3 separate regions of the Mus musculus genome follow, and all the other regions are linked to region 1. Evidence: chromatin contacts called from public promoter capture Hi-C data. All regions are on one chromosome and are shown on one strand. The core of a region is the stretch at or near the end of the contact, and the rest is flanking DNA. Distances in the headings are between cores, read along the strand shown. Region 1 holds the start of Cops6 (COP9 signalosome subunit 6). Region 2 holds the start of Lrwd1 (leucine-rich repeats and WD repeat domain containing 1). Region 3 holds the start of Rasa4 (RAS p21 protein activator 4).

Region 1 (3,773 bases), core at 356-2,855:
ACAGAAGTCTTGAGACAGCTGTGTAAAGATTGAAGCTGATTTTCCAGTGTATTTGACATAGTTGTTACCAGATATTTTGCTGTCATAGACCCCTATGAAATGTAGATGAACCTGAAAGCATTTCCAGCGTGACAGGAAGGGAGCCCTTTCCCTAGTGGAAGGACTACTGCGAATCAGTGCAAAGCCATGATTGGTCCAAAGCACATACTTCAGTGACTGTGATTAGTAAAAAAAATAAATAAATAAAAATAAAAAGTAGCCCGGGCGGTGGTGGCGCACACCTTTAATCCCAGCACTTGGCAGATTTCTGAGTTCAAGGCCAGCCTGGTCTACAAAGTGAGTTCCAGGACAGCCAGGGCTATACAGAGAAACCCTGTCTCGAAAAACCAAAATAAAAATTTAAAAAAATGGCTGTTATTGGCCCCAAATGAATGATTGTGGACCAAATACTCTTTCTTGGCTATTTAAGCAGGTCGCTTAGCCTTAGTTATTGTCCAAGTAGGAAACGTTTTCTTTTATTTTTATTTTTATTTTTATTTTTTTTATTTTGGAACTCACTCTGTAGACCAGGCTGGCCTCGAACTCAGAAATCCGCCTGCCTCTGCCTCCCAAGTGCTGGGATTAAAGGCGTGTGCCACCATGCTGGGCAAGTAATTGTCTTTTTTTTTTTTTTTTTTTTTTGGTTTTCTTTTTTGTTACAAGTAATTGTCTTAATCACTGTTCTATTGCTGTAAAGAGACACCATGACCAAGGCAACTCTTCCCCTCCCCCCACCTTTTTTTTTTTGTTTGTGCGACAGGGTTTGTTTGTGTAGCTTTGGCTGTGATGGAACTCACTTTGTAGTCCAGGCTGGCCTTGAACTCATGAGGTCTGCCCGCCTCGATTAAAGGCTGTGATTAAAGGCGTGGGCCACAAGCCCTCCCAATAGCAGTTGCTAAGTTGTGTAAAGAGGTTGTCTTGAAACTGAAGAAGCTGAACAATTCAAGAGTAATTACTACTGGGGAGATGGCTCAGGGGATGAAGTGTTAGGACCTGAGTTTAGATCCTCAGTACATCGTTTTAAAAGCTAGGCATGCTGGGTATGGTACACACCTTTAATCTCAGCATTCAGGAAGGAGAGGAAGGCGGATCTCCTAGAAGTCTGCCTAGACGAATAGCAAGTTCCCACCAGCTGGCCAACATTGTAAGACCCTATCTCAACAAACAAGTGATCAAGTCTCTATAGATTATATGCAACATGAAAAATTTTATATCCTGAATAAATTGTCTTCCCCATTCCCTTTTACAGCCTTTCCTCCTTTTGATCGCAATTTTCTCTGTGTTTAGTATTGACAGTGTATCCACTTGAGACCTGGAAACTAATAGCCCTCCTTGGGAGGTAAAGGCAAGAGGATCAAAGTTCAAAGCCATCTTCAGATACACACTACAGAACTCATGGCCAGGCTGGTTTACATGAGAACCGCTAGCAGCAGCACAACACGCAGAGCACCCTGAGCTACTAAGTACTGGCAGCTGCCCCGCCCATTAGCAGCACCAAGTATACACTGAGCATGCACCGCTCCCCGACGGAAGCCGAGAAGGAAAGGGGCGGGCCGTGGCTGGCGGGCGCGGGGAAAATGGCGGCGGCAGCTGCGGCGGGGGCGAATGGGAGCGGAGGCAGCAGCGGCATGGAAGTGGATGCAGCAGGTAACGGGGTGCGCAGACCGACTTCTGGAGTTGCCCTTGAGAAGTGGTCTTGAGTACTTCTTAAACCTGTCCCAGGATAACTTGAGGGCAGCGATGGACGGCCGGGCTCTGCTGGTCCCCTGCTTCCATGTCTAGGGGAAAATGTGTGGGCCCGAGCTCTCAGCCGCTATGTTTTCCTTTCACCTTTAACAGTCCCCAGCGTGATGGCCTCCGGAGTGACTGGGAGTGTTTCCGTCGCTCTTCATCCCCTTGTCATCCTTAACATCTCAGACCATTGGATCCGCATGCGCTCCCAGGAGGGGCGGCCTATGCAGGGTGAGTGTTGTGTGTAAATCTCAAAATCTCTTGGAGATTTCCTCCAGTCACTCCCCTGCGCCCTTTCTTCCAAATTATTGTTTCCCCAGTCGTTGATTCACGCCGACTCGGGAAAGGTTTTCCGAGACGCCTGTTCCTCACCTAGTTTCCTTGCGCTTCTGTTTCTCTCCCCTTAGTGATTGGGGCTCTGATCGGGAAGCAGGAGGGGCGAAATATCGAAGTGATGAACTCCTTTGAGCTGCTGTCCCACACCGTGGAAGAGAAGATTATCATTGACAAAGAATATTATTACACCAAGGAGGAGCAGTGTGAGAGGGGAATAGAAGTGGGTGGGGAAGGAAAAGTGGGAAGATTTTTGTTTTGTTTTGTTTGTCTTAAAGAATAAAAGGCCTGAGGATGTAGGGCAGTGGGGTAAAGTGCATTTCCTAACATTCGGGAAGACCAGAGTTCAATCCTCAGTACCATATAACCCAGGAGATAGAGGCAAGAGGTCAGAAGTTCAAGGTTAGTTAGGTGTAGTTATTTTAAACTGACCCAAAATATGAGGAGGGAGGGGAGAACCGGAAAGAACACACCAGGCCCATCAAACTAAGGAAGAGAGGTTTAAAGGAATATTTACTCTGGCCCCTTCTTCTCCAGTTAAACAGGTTTTCAAGGAGCTGGAGTTTCTGGGTTGGTATACCACAGGGGGGCCACCTGACCCCTCAGACATCCACGTCCATAAGCAGGTATAGAAGCTCAAATATGTGCATGTTGGGGAAATGAACAGAAGGTTAGGGGAAGAGGAGATACTGACTCTTCCTGGGCTTTGCCTTATCTTCTAGGTGTGTGAGATAATTGAGAGTCCGCTCTTTCTGAAGTTGAACCCTATGACCAAGCACACAGATGTGAGTGTTGTTGACCCAATGTCCCCTTTTTCTTGATCATCTGCCACTATGCCTTTGCTCTAATTTACCGACATTATGTGTATTAGAGAAAGCTTGAGTTGAATCTCTACCCTGCTGTTTACACCCATCAGTTGTGTGACTTCATCTCTTCAGTGGTGTTTCCATATGTAATGTGTGTAAAACCTAGAGAAAGCATGAGCCAAGTGTGGTGACAACACTTGTAACCAATCTTAGCACTCAGGAGATTGAGGCAGGATTGTGAGTTCAAAGCCAGCCTGGCATGTGTGTAAGTTCAAGTGCATTTGCTTTTAGTAAGAGCTGTTCTCTTGTCTCCGTCTGTGTTTTTACAGCTTCCTGTCAGCGTTTTTGAGTCTGTCATCGATATAATCAATGGAGAGGTAATATATAACCTGCAACCTTCAAACCTTTTAGCCTGTTTCCTGCATGCCGTGTGCAGGCATAGGACAACCCTGGGTGTCCATCCTAGCTTTCTACCTTGGGACAGACTCACTTGTTTGCCAGGCAGGTTGGCCTGTGAGCTTCTGGGAATTGTGTCTCCACTTCCCATCTTGCTGTAGGGGTTCCAGGATTACAGTCACATGCTGTCACATCTCACTTAATGTGGGTTCCGAGGCTCTAAATTGAGATCCTCAGTTGTGCAGCAAGTACTCTACCTGCTGAGCCATCTGCCTAGGCCTAGGTCTGTTTCCTGACTCTCCCTATCTGAGAACTCTTTACTCTGCAGGCCACAATGCTGTTTGCTGAGCTCACTTACACTCTGGCCACTGAGGAAGCTGAACGGATCGGTGTAGACCACGTGGCCCGGATGACAGCAACAGGCAGTGGGGAGAACTCCACTGGTAAGGGAGGGGAATTCAGTCTTTG
Region 2 (4,235 bases), core at 1,391-3,890, 2.0 Mb before region 1:
GTGAGCTGTGACCTGCGGTAAGAAAGACCAGAACCGTCCCCGCCCAGCCTGGGTCTCCAGGCTACACACAGCACCTCCACCCTAACTCCTCCGGCTCACACAGTAGACTGACTATACCACCTTCTAGAAACTACTCAATATCTAGTAGCTAGACTTGAAATCAGTCTGGTTCAACTGAACATGGTGGTGATACCAACACTTGGGGGGCTGAGGCAGAAGAGTCCTAGGCCACCTGGGCTATATAAGCAAGAAAGAGCATGTGCCAAAAACCAGCTCACTGTGAGTCTAGCTTCGCTGGTGTCCTGCTGTGCTTGCTGCATACCTTGGAGACAGGGTCTCCAAACACAGAAAGAAAGGAACAAAAAAAACAGACTCACCACCTCAGACCTGAGGCTGTCTGGGCAAGAATCTCTGTTACACAGCTCCAAAACTCCACTTCTGTCCCACTCAGTACCCAATTGCTATGACCAAGGACCCCACCCCCACGCCATCATCCTTACCCTGTCCATCAGCTCCCGATCTAGATTCTCCACCTGTGAGCAGGTGGAGGCCGTGTCCTTGCCATTCACCTTACGAAGCTTGGGCAGGAGAAAGGAGACTTTGAGGTTGTCACTGACCTAACGGAAGAAGAGATAACAGAAAGCCAGGAAGGAGTAAGGACGCATGCCTGGAATCTCAACGTTTGGGAGAGTACGGTAGGGACGTTTCAAGTTTGATGTTGGTCTGGGTTACAGAGCAAGACTCTTTGCCTCAAACAAGCAAAACAACAAAAACCCAAACGGAGTGGGTATGTAGCTCAGGGGGCAGACTGCCTGCTTAGCAAGCACAAAGCCCAGAGTTTGGTCCCCAGCACCGCATAACTGGGCTTTGTGGAACATGGTCAGAACTCAGGAGGTCAGAGGCAGGAGGAGCAGAAATTTAAGGCTATTTGCGGACCCACAGTTAATTTGAAACCAGCCTGTGCTACATCGGACCCAGTCTCAAAACAAAACGGAAACGGGGGGGGGGGGGGCGGGGGGGGGAATGGAGCCTGAGTCTGCCCCACAGAGTCCTGGTCCCTCTCACCGTCAGGAAGGGGTTGCCTTCCAGATTGAGCTCCTCAAGTTCTGGGAACTGGTGCAAGGCAGTGACATCCCCGAGCTGGTTGTTGGTACAGCGAAGGATGCGCAGATGGGACAGGCCCAGGTTAGCAGGCAGCGTCTCCAGCAAGTTGTTAGAGAGGTCAAGTTCCCTCAGCTTCTTCAGGCGCCCCAGGAGATTGGGATCCAAGTGCTCTGAGAGCAGCTGCAGCCCCGACAGACTGGGGTGAGGGCAGAGAGCAAGAGAGCTGAGGGAGCGGGCCAGACCCTCCCATTAATTACCCCATCTGTCCCAGAGGGATTTCCACCAACAAAGTTCTTGTGCAAGCATGAAGCTTGCTTTAGACTTGGCTAGCCTGAACTATGTAGACTAGGTTGGCCGCAAAACTCAAGAGATCCCATCCTACACAACTCATTGCGTAGTCCAGGAAAGCCTTGAACTTAACTCTCCTCCCCCTACCCACGTGCTGAGATGACAGGCATGTGCCACCCCTTGGGAGCTGTTCAGGTGTTGATAGGGATGGAACCCTAGGGATACTCAGGCTCTGTGCATGTCTAGTAAGCAATGTAGCAACTGAGCTATGCCAACTGTTCTAGCCTTCTCACTTCCTAACTTACCTTTCTATGTATTACAGAGTGTCTATGTATCTGTGTGTGGTGTGTGGATAGGAATGGGCACAATCAAAGCGTGATTAAGGGGGTCATGGTTTTAGGGAGCTGCTTTGCTCCACTGTCTGGGCCCAAGGGATTGAATTCAGGCTTGATGACAGACAGGCACCTTTATCTGCAGATCATTTCTGTGGCCCATCTTCCCTCCCTTAAAGAGTACTTTGTTGCCGGGCAGTGGTGGCACACGCACGCCTTTAATCCCAGCACTTGTGAGGCAGAGGCAGGTGGATTTCTGAGTTCGAAGCCAGCCTGGTCTACAGAGTGAGTTCCAGGACAGCCAGGGCTACACAGAGAAACCCTGTCTCAAAAACAAACAGGCAAGCAAACAAACAAAACAAAATGACTTTAGAGCCCAAGACTTCCAAGTTCCTTCTTGTTTTTACTAGTTCCTGCTAGCCCGTTCCGTGCTACACAGGATCCCTCAACATCCCTTAGTATCTCATCAGTCTTTCCACTCCGCGCAAGGCTAAGGGCGTTCGCTCCAAGTTTATCTGACGCCGGGCGTTGGCTGCCAATCTCCCACATCTCCGTTTGGCGCGAGATTCGACTGGGGCTCGAATCCCGGATAACAGAATAACCCGGGCAGGAGGAGGAGACGGAGGGGTCTGAGCCTTGCATTCCGCCCATCAAACCACCCTGGCGGGGAAGAACCCCACGCCCCGGATCCGCTTCAACCCCACATGCTCTTACTTCAAACTCTGAATCTTCCCCAGCTTATCCGTCTTGGGTCGCCCACGTTGCAGGAGCAGTTGCGGCGTGAGAGGAGCCATGGGTGGCCGAGGGCTCAACCGAACCCGCGCCTCCACGAAGTCCGGTCGCTAAGGCCCGCTGCCGGGGAGCCCAGGAGGTGGCGCACAACAAACCCTTTGCGAGTCCGTTGCGACCGGAAGGAAGTAGAACGCCAGCCTTACGCCCCACCTCCTGCTTCTGCGATGACTACAACTCCCAGCGGCCCCTGCGTCTCGCGCCTGCGCTCTTAACTGATCGGAGGACGCGATGGCGGCGGCGGCTGAAGTTTCTCTTTTGCAGGAGTGCGGCTGTAAGGGCATCCGGACCTGTCTTATCTGCGAGAGACAACGCCACAGGGACCCGCCCTGGCAGATCTGCCTTCAGGTACGGACTAGGAAAAGAGTCATAGCCAGAAAATCTATTCATCTTAATGGGAAACTAAGGCCCAGCTTGCCTGTAAAACAGCCAAGGACCAAAGCCTCGCGGTAGGTGAGTTGTTTGGAGCGCTTATATCTTCAATATTCACAAAACCCAAAAGGTGGACCAAGTGCCATCGGCTGATTAATGGAAGGGCGGGGAAATGCTGGTGCACGCCGAGATCTCTGCATTTGAAAGGCAGAGAGGCTGGAGAACGGACCTCAGCCGCCCAGCAGGTTTTAGGAGTTACCTTGGCAGTAGGGAAGCGGCTGTCACACATCATCTCTGTGACTTTGGGGGGTGAGGGGTGGGGGTGGGGGGCAGTGGTAAATAACTTGGACTGAACGGGTCTGGTTTTGAGTGAGCTTCCGGAGCACAAGGGAGACTGCATGGAAATGGTAGGGAGTGCTGAACACTAGGCCGCCTGTATTAGACAGGGAATGAGCGACTTAAGACAGCACAGGCAGCCGGGCAGTGGTGGCGCATGCCTTTAATCCCAGCACTCGGGAGACAAGAGGCAGGTGGAATTCCGAGTTCGAGGCCAGCCTGGTCTACAGAGTGAGTTCCAGGACAGCCAGGACTACACTACAGAGAAACCTGTCTCCAAAACAGGCTTTGATTTGGGGGAAATTTTTTTGGGAAAACAAACCTGTATGAATCAGCTTTACAGCCGGGCAGTGGTGGTGCATGCCATTAGACTTAGCACTTGGGATGCAGAGGCAGGCAGATCTCTGTGAGTCCCAGGCTAGCCTGATCTACATAGGGAGTTCCAGGAAAGCCCATCTTGAAAAACAAAAACAAATCTGTCTTACAAGATACTAATAGGATCAGGAGTCAGGTAGGCCAGGAAGAATGTTAAAATGTTTCCCTTCTAGCTCTCTGTTGACCAGGCTAACACCTTCCATCAAAATGGGCAATGGATGGATGAATGAATGAATGAATGAATGAAAAATAACTTCAGAGCATTTGTATGGCCCTGGCAGTGCTGTAGCAAGTTGCTGGGATGCATAGCCAGGGGAATGCTTGAGTAGAGGCCTGAGATAGGAGCTGTGGGTGGCTGAGGCGACAGACACTTAAAGAGATCAAAGGGGCCTGAGCCAAGTTTTTTGTTTTAGTTATTTTCTTTAGTTAGAGGCCCCAGGGCGCCCCCTCCATAAGCTAAGATTGCAAGCATATGTCACTATGTCTGGATCATGGCAGCATTCAGAGTGACCAAACACCCAAGTGTTTATTATATCAACTGGTGAACTGAAGAGTGGGCAGTGTTGGTGCTGGCTTGAGGGAGGTCAAAGATATCTACATAGCAAGTTTCAAACCAGACTAAATAAAAGCCTGTCTCGA
Region 3 (3,928 bases), core at 866-3,365, 2.1 Mb before region 1:
TTTATTCTCTCTCTCTCCCTCTCTCCCTCTTTCTCTCTCCCTCTCTCCCCCCCCATCTTCCTCCCCTCCCCCTACCCACCTACCTAACTGTGAGTTTTTATGCATCCCCATGGGATGCCGATTGGATTCCTCTTTGGCTAATAATACAGGAAACACTCACTTTGCCATATTTAAAACCAGGTATGGTGGTGCACACATGTAATTCTGACCACTTGGAAAGTAAAGGGGGACCATAAGTTCAAAGCTTGCTTGCCTTGAGCTCCAGGACAGGACAGGCTACACACAGAGACCCTCTTCCCCAGACAAGCCATCAGTGGACAGGAAGATCACGAACTGCTCCACCAAGTCACTTCTCAGTGATCTTATAATCTTTTTTTTTTAAGATCTATTTATTATATTATATGTAAGTACACTGTAGCTGTCTTCAGACACACCACAAGAGGGCATCAGATCTCATTATGGATGGTTGTGAGCCATCATGTGGTTGCTGGGATTTGAACTCATGACCTTCAGAAGAGCAGTTGGTGCTCTTAACCACTGAGCCATCTCTCCAGCCCGATCTTATAGTCTTTAAGTAACATACAAACAATAATTCCTTGGGGGTACTTTTGGCTATTTTATTTTAGTAGAGAGTGAGATCCCCATCAGAGACTAACAAAGCTTGGTGTTTTTGCCGAGGACCAGAGTTTGGTTCCAAGCACCTACAGTAGGTGGCTCCAATTTCAGGGGGAATCTGATACCCTCTTCTGGCCTCCAGAGGTACTGCATATGTGCACATAGCATAATAAAATCTGGTGGAGTGGTGCTGATGACGCACCCCTTAATTCCCAGCACTTGGAGAGGCAGAGGCGAGGGGAATCTCTGTGAGTTTGAAGTCAGCCTGGTTTATAGAGTTCCAGGACAGTCAGGGTTACTCAAAGAAACCCTGTGTCAAAAAAAAAAAAAAATCTGTATGTATGTCTGTATCCCCAATGGAATCTTATTTTGGGGTAAAGAAGAATAAAATGATGTCACTCGTAGCAGAATTTTTGACCAGGACACTCAAGGACCTAGGTTTGGTCACCAGTATGGGCAGCGATGGCGGGCTGGAATGCAGATCTAGGGCTAGGTAAGTATGGTTCACTTGCTAAACTGCTTTGCAAGCAGAAGAATCACTCGTTCCCAGGACTAATGGATAGCTGGGCATGGTGTTGAACTCTTGTAAAGAACTCCAGAAGTGGGCAAGATGGAGAAAGGTGGATCCTGGAGTCTCACTGGCCAGCCAGTCTAGACTACTGGGGAGGTTTCAAGCCAATGAGAGACCTTGTGTCTTACAAGGTGGGGCAGAGGAGATGGGTCAGTAGAAAGACTCCTGCCCAAGTCTGATAATCTGAATTTGATCCCTGGGACCCATTTGGTGAAAGTAAAGAAAAGATTCTTGCGGGTGTCCTCTGATTTCCACTTGGGACCACAACATGTAAGCCACACCCTAATCAATCAGCCAATAAAAAACAAAAATTTTAAAAAGGTAGCCAGAGCCTGGAGGTGGTGGTGCAGGCTTTTAATCCCAACACTTGGGAGGCAGAGACAAGTGAATCTTTGTATTCGAGCCCAGCCTGGTCTGTAGAGAGAGTTCTAGGACAGCTAGGGCTACACAGAAAAACCCTGTCTCAAAAATAAATAAATAAACAAATAAATAAATGGTGGACGGATCTTGAAGAATGAAATCGGAGGGTGATCTCTGGCCTCTACCTGCACACCTGAACACACACGAAACCACAATACAAACACGCCCCAAACAATCCTGTTTTCCAGATTTGATGTCCTCAAACTTTCCCAACTGCCTGAGTCTTCACATCTTTCCAGGTCTGTCACAGACAAGTTACTCCCAGCGTGCGGCCATTAATGGATTTGCAGCTATGCTGCACACCCAGGTCCCTCCGTGAGCCTGGGCTCTCTCTCTGAGAATCGAGAGCACCAGGAGGGATCCTGGTGGTGGAAGAATCTCCGGGTGCCAGCAGCTACACTTCGGGGCAGGCCCCGCCCGCCCTCCCTTCCAGGTGGCCAATGAGGGACGCAAGCCGCATAGGCCGCGCCCATTCTGGGCATCCAGGACGCTGATTGGTCCTTCCATGCAGTGTCTCCCCGCCCCCGCAGGAGGGGCGGGGAGGGGTGAATGGAGTAGCGGAGATCCCTCAGCCCCAGCGCTCCCCTCTCTGGCCTCCGCACCCGCCTGCCTGCAGCGCCACTCGCACTGTTCCCCCTCCTTACCCCGAGAGGGGACCCATGAGTCCGAACCCCTCCCCGCCAGGCCTCCACGTCGCCGACCCGCAATGGCCAAGCGCAGTTCGCTGTCCATCCGAATCGTAGAAGGGAAAAATCTGCCCGCCAAGGACATGTGAGTAGTGGGTACGGGTGGTGGCCACCCCAACTTTGATGGGATCCCCTTTTATATACTTGACCTTTGCGGGGGGTCCTTAGGGCTTCCCCACAAGGAGAGCAGCGGAGAGGATGTGGCGTGTACAGCCACGGAGGGGGACTGGCTACGAAAATGGGGACAGCGAGATTTGCTGTGAATACCTGACAGAGTGGAGGGGCAAGCTAGAGGCGGAGGGCTAGAGACAAGGGAGGGGCTTCTCCACCTGGGAACAGCAGGAAGCCAGGGCTCATAGGGGGGCAGGAGTTTTAAAAGACTGAAACTGGCACTGGGATGGCATCGCAAGAACTGCCCAGGGTGTGGCTGAAAGGGGCGGAGTGTCCCCCCCTCTCTCTGTAGTTTGGGAGTCCATAACAACCCCAAGAGTTGTCCGCCGGACTTGTTCGCTATTCGCTATTCATTTGGGCAAGGCATGCAGGTGTGAAAAGTGGGGGTGGGGGTGTAGGTCAAGGGGACAGGAGGGATGCATAGAGGCAGGATTTAGAGTCTCCCTTGACTTTGCCGGGCCTCTCCCTTTAATCGCTCCCTGCAAGGCATTTCTCCTCGGACCACTTTACAGATTAGAAAACCGATGCCGACAGACAGGAAATGTTAGCTGGTGGTGTCAAAGCAAGGTCGTGAATCTAGGGCTCCTAAAATGCATTACCGTCCTTCATAAAGCTTCCTCTAATCCATCGCCAGATTTGGGGAGCTTTCGGACACCCCTTTGTCACACTGTTTTTAGTGAGTTCCCGAGGTCAACTGCGTGACTCCTAGAACGTGTCTCGTGGCTTTCTTATGTCCTCATTTGCAAAGATTCAGTTTCCCTTTCTGGACCCAAGTGCTTGAAATCCTAGTGTCGGGGAGAAGCCACGATCATAAAACCGAAGAAAGGGCGGGGCAGAGGCCTAGGGTTCAAAGTGCGCTCCGGGTCCCGGTGGGTTTCCTGGCTACAGAGAACTGAGAATTGGGGAGGTGTGTGTGTGTGTGTGTGTGTGTGTGTGTGTGTGTGTGTGTTCATCTCTCCGGCGGGCAGGCGGGCTCTCCCAGCACTCTCAGTGCCAGGAGCGGTTCCAGTTCAAGGCCCCCTGGGCCTGAAGAGGCCAGCTCAGCAGTTGCCATGGCAATGGGGAGGGAGGAGGGTGGGCTGACTTAAGGTGGGTTTCTGTGCATAAAGGGAGGAGGGGCTCCAGTGGAAATTAGGTCTCTAGGGTGGAGGCTGGTTGAGCCTCCACAGGGGATCTCGGGCCCCAGCTCTCCAGGCCTTCTCAGTCCCCTACACCCTCCCGCAAGCCCTTAGGCCCCCCTCCCTTCCCTGGGCATTGGTAAACCAGGTCATCTTGGCTTCCTCTGGCTGGTGTCTGCTGGGAGGAGCAGCCCCTTCCGTCTGTCACCTCCTCCCCATCCCTGCCAGCAGCTGGCTCTGGCGCCAACCTCCAGAAGCTCTTGGGCTGTGCCTACCTGGGCCTCACCCGTGGCTCTGGGACTCTGAGAAGAGGTCTCCACGCCCAGGAAAGGGGCCACCCAGGGCCG

Evidence for each region. Promoter capture Hi-C pulls out the DNA fragments that hold promoters and counts their contacts.
Region 2: a promoter capture Hi-C map of liver shows a contact between it and region 1, with 4 times the contacts expected there. The contact joins the promoter of Lrwd1 here to the promoter of Cops6 in region 1. A contact is called at or near these places in 2 of 39 promoter capture datasets (liver and pre-B cells), 1 of 484 Hi-C or Micro-C datasets (B cells) and 1 of 9 other capture datasets (pancreatic islet).
Region 3: a contact with region 1 is called in a promoter capture Hi-C map of liver, with 2.5 times the contacts expected there. The contact joins the promoter of Rasa4 here to the promoter of Cops6 in region 1. A contact is called at or near these places in 2 of 39 promoter capture datasets (liver and pre-B cells).

The regions. Positions count from the first base shown.
Region 1 is chr5:138,159,497-138,163,269 of GRCm38.p6, forward strand. It overlaps Cops6 (COP9 signalosome subunit 6), which reads left to right and starts at 1,606. Exons shown (of 10, transcript NM_012002.3): 1 at 1,606-1,686; 2 at 1,879-2,001; 3 at 2,178-2,309; 4 at 2,641-2,729; 5 at 2,826-2,888; 6 at 3,239-3,286; 7 at 3,634-3,748. The coding sequence starts at 1,617.
Region 2 is chr5:136,133,434-136,137,668 of GRCm38.p6, forward strand. Lrwd1 (leucine-rich repeats and WD repeat domain containing 1) reads right to left here and starts at 2,641. Exons shown (of 15, transcript NM_027891.4): 1 at 2,439-2,641; 2 at 1,066-1,300; 3 at 501-617; 4 at 1-12. The coding sequence starts at 2,518. It overlaps Alkbh4 (alkB homolog 4, lysine demethylase), which reads left to right and starts at 2,712. Exons shown (of 3, transcript NM_001347492.1): 1 at 2,712-2,861. The coding sequence starts at 2,745.
Region 3 is chr5:136,081,801-136,085,728 of GRCm38.p6, forward strand. It overlaps Rasa4 (RAS p21 protein activator 4), which reads left to right and starts at 2,116. Exons shown (of 21, transcript NM_133914.3): 1 at 2,116-2,377. The coding sequence starts at 2,313.